Regions from separate parts of the Mus musculus genome. Here region 1 is linked to region 2. The links are chromatin contacts, called in public Micro-C maps. All regions are on one chromosome and are shown on one strand. The core of a region is the stretch at or near the end of the contact, and the rest is flanking DNA. Distances in the headings are between cores, read along the strand shown.

What was found. Hi-C and Micro-C count contacts between places; a contact is called where the count stands out from the background.
Region 1: a contact with region 2 is called in a Micro-C map of muscle stem cells, with 6 times the contacts expected there. The contact joins two enhancer-like sites. A contact is called at or near these places in 3 of 484 Hi-C or Micro-C datasets (cortical neurons, muscle stem cells and myocytes) and 2 of 115 datasets of contacts at active chromatin or transcription factors (embryonic stem cells and fibro-adipogenic progenitors).

Annotation. Positions count from the first base shown.
Region 1 is chr1:126,815,753-126,818,842 of GRCm38.p6, reverse strand. The region is part of intron 1 of Nckap5 (NCK-associated protein 5); the gene reads left to right. Among named protein-coding and RNA genes, the nearest start is that of Nckap5, 13 kb to the left of the region's middle. Within about 2 kb of position 1,287, at least 154 of the 459 cell types and tissues checked have an H3K27ac peak or open chromatin away from gene starts, as enhancers often do. A contact at or near this core is called in muscle stem cells and myocytes, where this site is marked.
Region 2 is chr1:126,658,801-126,662,260 of GRCm38.p6, reverse strand. All of the region lies in intron 2 of Nckap5 (NCK-associated protein 5), which reads left to right. Among named protein-coding and RNA genes, the nearest start is that of Nckap5, 170 kb to the left of the region's middle. Within about 2 kb of position 1,565, at least 33 of the 459 cell types and tissues checked have an H3K27ac peak or open chromatin away from gene starts, as enhancers often do. A contact at or near this core is called in muscle stem cells and myocytes, where this site is marked.

The sequences.
Region 1 (3,090 bases), core at 38-2,537, 160 kb before region 2:
CAACAGAAATGAAATTCAGACAAGAAGCTGGTAGGAAGGTTGGGAGGGCAAGGCCATCCTTCTCATCTCAAGTCACCATGACTGAGGCTGTGAGCTGCCTGTCATATACAGGTTACGGGAAAACAAACACACGCCCAAACAGCACTTCTTTTTTTTGAGAACTTTACACTCTATTTTAAATATACCCTTTGTGAAGACCAACCTATGCCAGAGACTAAGCATGGGTCTTGTTGTGACGGTTGCTGTATTATGGCAGAAACCGTGGAGTCTCCTGGCAATGGCCTATCTTTGAAACTCAATATTTACTACTAAGTGGTCCTTCCAGGGATGGGAGAATGAGCAACTTCTGGGAGAAGCAGATCTAGTCTCTGAAGCAGTGTGGATAGCTTCTGTCTTTGAGTAAAGGTGTAGAGAGCCCAGGGCATGCTAGCCACTGCAGAGTTCTGCTGTAGATACCAAGTGTGACTCTTTCTGTTCCCAGGTCTCTAGGTGGATGAGTTCAGATTCACAAATAGAAGTGTATGGCTAAGCCTGAGGGATGGGCCGTGTGCCCTGCCATACCCATTGAGGAATCCCTACAAAGATCAGGGTAGGTGGATGATGGTGGTGCCTATTTCCAGCCAGCAAGCTCACCACACACTCTGCTATTCCAATTGCTTGCTTTGTCTTCGTGACTCAGAGCCAAATTGGCTTCATCTGATCTTTTGTGTTCTTAATATTCAACATGCCCTGTCTCCTGGGATTATAGTCTCCAGTTTTCAGAAACCATGGTTTATATGCAGCTACTTCGCAGCTTCTGATGAACCTTAAATATGGGTTTACAGCATGTGTTTTTAAATTGCACATGATTGCCTGAGGTGCCCCAGGGATGGCTATCAGTTCTGCACTTCCCACGTGTGGGTTCTGCACTGCTGGTTTCAAACCTTAAGTGCGGTTTCCCTTCTCACGGGCTGGGGATGTCCCAGAAGGGGCGGGGCTTGCTCTCTTTGCCTTTAAGCTGACTCAGATGAAGGGTGGGGTAGGTGGAGCTCAATGGACTCCGTTATGCCAGGCGCAGCCTGGCCTGGTCATGTCATTAGCCTTGCCCCAACACATCTGTCAACACTGCCTTTGTCTGGAGCCTCCCAGCTGCTTAAATTAGTTTTTCTTAGAGCTCGTCTTATCCATCAAGATCCCATGGAGTTTTGGGTTCTTTCCCTTGTTTATCACCAGAGGCCAGAACCGGTTGTCTTTTCTGAGTTACTAACCTCCAGAGGGATGGATGGAATCTCCCAAATAGTTGAGCTCTGACTCAGTGCTGTGTGCTCCTTCAGCCAGCTCCCTCCCACTTTCCCTGGCTTACAGAGCACCCAGGTTGCTGTACACAGCAAAAGTCTCACTGCACTGCCCATTTGGGGGCAGAGAATAGGGTTCTGGATTTCATACAAACAGAAAAAGGGAAGCAAAACTGTCTAGAGGAACGAAAGCGACTAAGGGACAGAGGATAGGCAAAATGTATAACATATATGAAAAAGCTCTTTCTTTAGCATGCTGCCATATACCATCGATTGGTGTATATAATTAAAACACACAGAAAGAGACAGAGAGAGCATCAGTTTGTTGAGCCCTGCCTTTGGTTCTCATGTGTGGATCCACTGGCTGTAATATGTCTTGAGGTTTCTGACTATGTGGGTTTCCATCATTTGTATTTGAAAAGTACATGCTATTTCCCTAAGGGGCTGGAGGAGAGATGGCTCTAGTTGGTGCAAGTGAAGGAGCACGCTTACCGTATTGCTAACTGTTTGCAATGGTGGGAGGCTATGGGGCTTTGCTCAGTATCTTTCACTGAATGAAAAAATCCACTATGTTTCCTCTCGATTTCTTATTTGTTTTTGTTTTGTACATGTGTGTCTGAGTGTGTATATGTGCACCACATGTTGGCAGGTTCCTATAGGATCCACAAGAGAGTCAAATCCCCTGGAACTGGAGTTACAGGTGGTTGTGAGCTGCCGAGTGTGGATTCTAGGAACTGAAGAAAGGTTCTGTGGAAGACTAGTAGGCTTTCTTAACCACTGAGCCATCATGCCAGCCACAGATAATCAACATGACATGTTAGGTTAAGAGTTTGCTTTGATTATCAGTTTGACATGATCTAGAATCACTTAATAGGCTAACCTCTGGGTGTGTCTATGTGAGGAAGTTTCTGCATCGGCTAAGTGAGTTGAATGAAAAGATCCACCTTCAATAGGGGCAGGACCATCCCATGGGCTGAGATCCTGAAGTAGATGAGACAGAGAGTGAGCTGAGCACAGCATTCATTTCTTGCTGCTTCCTGACAGCCAGAGCAACATGACTGGCTGTCTCATACTCCATGTAAGAGACTCTTACCTCAATCTGTGAGCCAGGGGGTGGGGCGGGGTGGGGGCATCTTCCCTACGTTGTTTTTGTCAGGTATTGTCGTCATAACAACGACAAAAAATAACTAATGCAGTTAATGGCTGGCCAATGTGTGTCACCATCCACCTCCTCCCACTCCCCAATAGCATACATACAACCCTGGGGCAACAACCTTGCTGCTACTTATTGTAGGTCATAGAGGGAGAAGGGGGATGGCAAGGGCCACAATGCCTTGCGTTGTGCCATGTCTAGGCAAACAGAGTTGCTTTGTGATGGTGAAGGTGGCGATGGGAGAAGCGGGTGGGGGAAGCATCTTTCTTAGGATCCTAATCCAAGGAAGGATATCTCTAATTGTGAAGTTTTCAATACAATTCTTTTCTTTAAGAGTCCAGCTGACAGTGGGACTCCTATACTCGGTACATTGTTGGTTAATAATAAGCCTTTGCTCCATTAAGACAAGGGTCTATACATGTTATCTCTGCCTGAAAGAGGAAACTCTGACATAGGAGTGTGTCCAAAGAGAGAACTGTGCGACTTTATGGGTTGTTTGTTTTTAAATGATATTTTAGGGCTTGGTAGTTTTCTCTCTCCAGCACACTAGGAAAGTCTCCTCCTTTTCATTTTGTAGTCTTGCTGCATGAGACTTTTGTTTTGTTTGAGGCAGGGTCTCATATACCTAGGCTGGTCTCAAAGTCACTGAAGAGCCGAGGACAA
Region 2 (3,460 bases), core at 316-2,815:
TATGGATAGTCTGTTCATGTATTTATTTGTTCATGCAGTACAGTGTGTCTGACTTCACTAACTGAGCTCTTTGCCTGCCTGCACCTTGCCTCTGAGAAGTGGATCATATGGCTTCCTGGCACCTTCTTGTTGTAAGAAATATTAAAAAGAATGGCGAGTTTCCAAGGTGCACCCAGCTGCTCTCAGCTTTGGCAGTCTTGCCAGCCATTTCTTATCTTGTGGAGACTCTTTGACTCAGAGCTCCAAAATCTCTCCACCCAGGTCACGAAGTTCTCACTGTCCTGTTGCTACCATGTCAGTCATATGCTTCAAAACCCCAATGGCCTTTTTGGTGCACATCACCACTGCTTGAACGAAAATGCCAAACAAACTTAGTTCAGAAACAATGGTAGCTCAATCCCTGGGTGCAACAACTAGAATCCGAATCTTGTGAGCCTTATTAAATCTAAATCCTCTGGCGGTGAATCCTGGCAGATCTGCCATATAAGCCAGGAGACACTAGTAGCTACATATTGCCCTCTCGCTATCCCCTCCAAAAGGCCCCTAACTCTCTCCTGCTTCCTCTCTTCCCCTGTCCAACCCAGAAGTCCCGCCTACTTGCCTAGTGATTGGTGGGTGAAGAGGGATCTATGAAGTTTGCTGTCATAGTGATAGGCTCAACTTCAAGCTGTTCCACTCCTTTCTCCAGGTGAATGGTCCTTAGGTGACTGCAGGGTAAATCTATGGTCCTCCCAACTGCCCACCGCCTGGACCCATGTTCTTTACACTGTCATGCAACAGAACTTTGTTAGAACAGAATTCTAGAGACTAGCTAGCCCATGTCCTCCATGGCCTCCCGGAGGAGGTTGTGACAAGGTTAAGTATGCTTAGGAAAACACGGCTAAGACATGGCTAGAGCCAGTGAAAGCCTTGTCTGTTAAGTCTAGTTTTGAATTATTAGTTAAGTCTGTTCCTTGACAGCTTCATACATGTAACAATGCATTCTGATTATTCTCCAGCCTCATCCTCCTATCTCCCTCCATTCCCTGGTGGCTTCCACCCTAGTCCCTTTCTCAGAATCATGACTTTGTTTTTGTTTTCTGACCCCTGTCATGTAAATAGGGTAATCTGTGTGACCACTGGATTGGTGCTGTCCTTTGGAGCCTGGTGAGGTCTATGGGAACCTTTGAGTTTTAAGATTGACCCATTTCTCAGTGACAGCCTTTTCAAATCCTGACCTTTTTTGCTGCCTTATTACTACAAATTCCTCATTGTTTAAAAATACCTCTTCTCTTCCCTTTCTGGTCCTCCTAAGGTTTTCCCGTCTTCCCTCTCACTGTGTCTCTGATGGCTTCCTGAGCTATTTCTGAAGGCACATGAGTGTTGAATAATGCCCATTTCTATAGCTATCTGGGGTTTGTATTTTCTTTGTGGACAGGCAGGGTTATGAAAGCAATGTGGGCTATGGACAGCTGCTACTGAGTCTGACAAACAGGAAAGTGCCCCCATGGCTATTTTTAAAGCATGCTTTCAAAGATGCAGGGCTGGGGCACTTGCCTTTCCCTCCTCCCCACTGGCTGTGTTTTCCAAGGCATAATTCACTAAAGTTGTTGTCATGGTTTCTTCAAGGGCTCAGCTCCCCAGAGGGTCCCAGCCAATGACAGCCCTTATGGAAAAAAAAAAAAAGGGTGGGAATACGGAATTGCCGGAAACACAGTGACCCATTGAGTGAACTGGTGTCCATCAGTGATTCTTATGAATGGATGACTAATTGTTTTTATGGGAACAGAAACAGTAAGGGACTTCTCATAATGCCCAAGCCTCTTGCATTACACCAGTATCTTGCCCTTTTCATAACTGCTGAGGGGAAATGACATTGTAAAAACTTCACTTCTCACCCCGTCAGGGAGTCGGCATTTCTGATCTGCCACTGAGCACAGCTCATCTGATGAAACCCAGTTCTATCATTGATATATGTGCCTCTGTGCAGTTGCTGGTGCACATATGTATGTGCATGTATGTGTGTGCATGTAGATGTTTGCGCATATGTGTGTGCATGAATGTAAAGGCCAGAGGTCAACCTTGCTCTCATTCCTTATTTGGCTTTTGTTTGTTTGTTGTGTTTTTTGTCTTGCCCTGGGACTTGCTGATAGGCTATGCTGGCTGGCGGGGGGCCCCAGGGATCCTCCTCTCAGCCTCCTCAAGGCTGGGGGTTCACATGCTCATCACTCCACTTGACATTTTTTCCCACGGGTTCTGGGGATTGAACTCAGATCCTTGTTCTTGCAAGATAGGCATTCTACCCAGTGAACTGTCATGTAAGCTCTCTTTAGGTTTGTAGCCCTGACCCTTTTGTGTCTTCTGAACGAGTCATACTGTGTGTTGAAGAACATTTTTACTTTAAACTGCAGGGAACCTTTGGAGAGAGTGTCAAAGGCATCTCTCCGGAGGTGGAATGGAGGTTTACCGCCTCTGCAGGACGGGCTTCCCAGCATTGAGTTTTGACATTTCCTCTCCAAGAAATAAAAATGATGATGGTGATATTGTTGACTGGAAGAATAATAATAAAAGATTCAAGTGAAATTTGGCAAAGGGTTGAACTGTCTTACCCAACAGCATAGAAAACAGGTATCCACTATATGAATATATCTTTGTATTTCTGAATTTGTGCCACTGGTGATGCATTTCTCTGAAAAAGGCCTGTGACTTTCATACAATAGAGACACTGACCGTGGCTCACTCTCTTCTGTATGCTCTATTCTTTGTGGACATCCTCACTACGGTGCTTATATCACTGAAAAAAATCAGCCTTTTTAGTAAAGATGCAAACCTATGGGATGAACATGACTGTATGGGCACATACGTACCTGCATGATAGAGAGGGATTCACTCAGAGCCTTTAGCCTGAGATAGACACATGATCTTATACTTTATCCGACCTGTCTTGGAGCTATTGGGTGTGTCGTATACAACAAATGACCTACGGACATCCTAGAAAGCTTGTCAGTCTGTCTGTCCGTCTGTCTTTCTCTTCTCTTCTGTCTCTCTGTCTCTCTCTCTGTCTTTCTCTCTCTCTCTCATCTCTGTCTCTCCCTCCATGTTTCTCTGTTTTTCTCTTTCTCTCTCATTTGTGTTTTTGTGTGTGTGTGTATGTAATGTGCTTGTATTCGTGTGTGTTTACATGTGTGAACGCAGGTGCCTATATGTATACATGTACATGTGTGTACATGCCCACATATGTCACAGCACTTGAGTGGAGGTCAGTGGATCGCATACAGACGTCAGTGCCGTCCTCCCACTATGTGGCTTCCAGAGATTAAGCTTAGATCACTAGGCTTGGCAATGAGCGCCTCTACCTACTGAGTCATCTCACTGGCCCACATCCTGGGCACGTATAAATGCTGACCCAGCATGAAGTCATAGTACGTTAATGACGGATCCTAATACTGGTCTGATGCCTTTCCCTACCACAAATTATTCA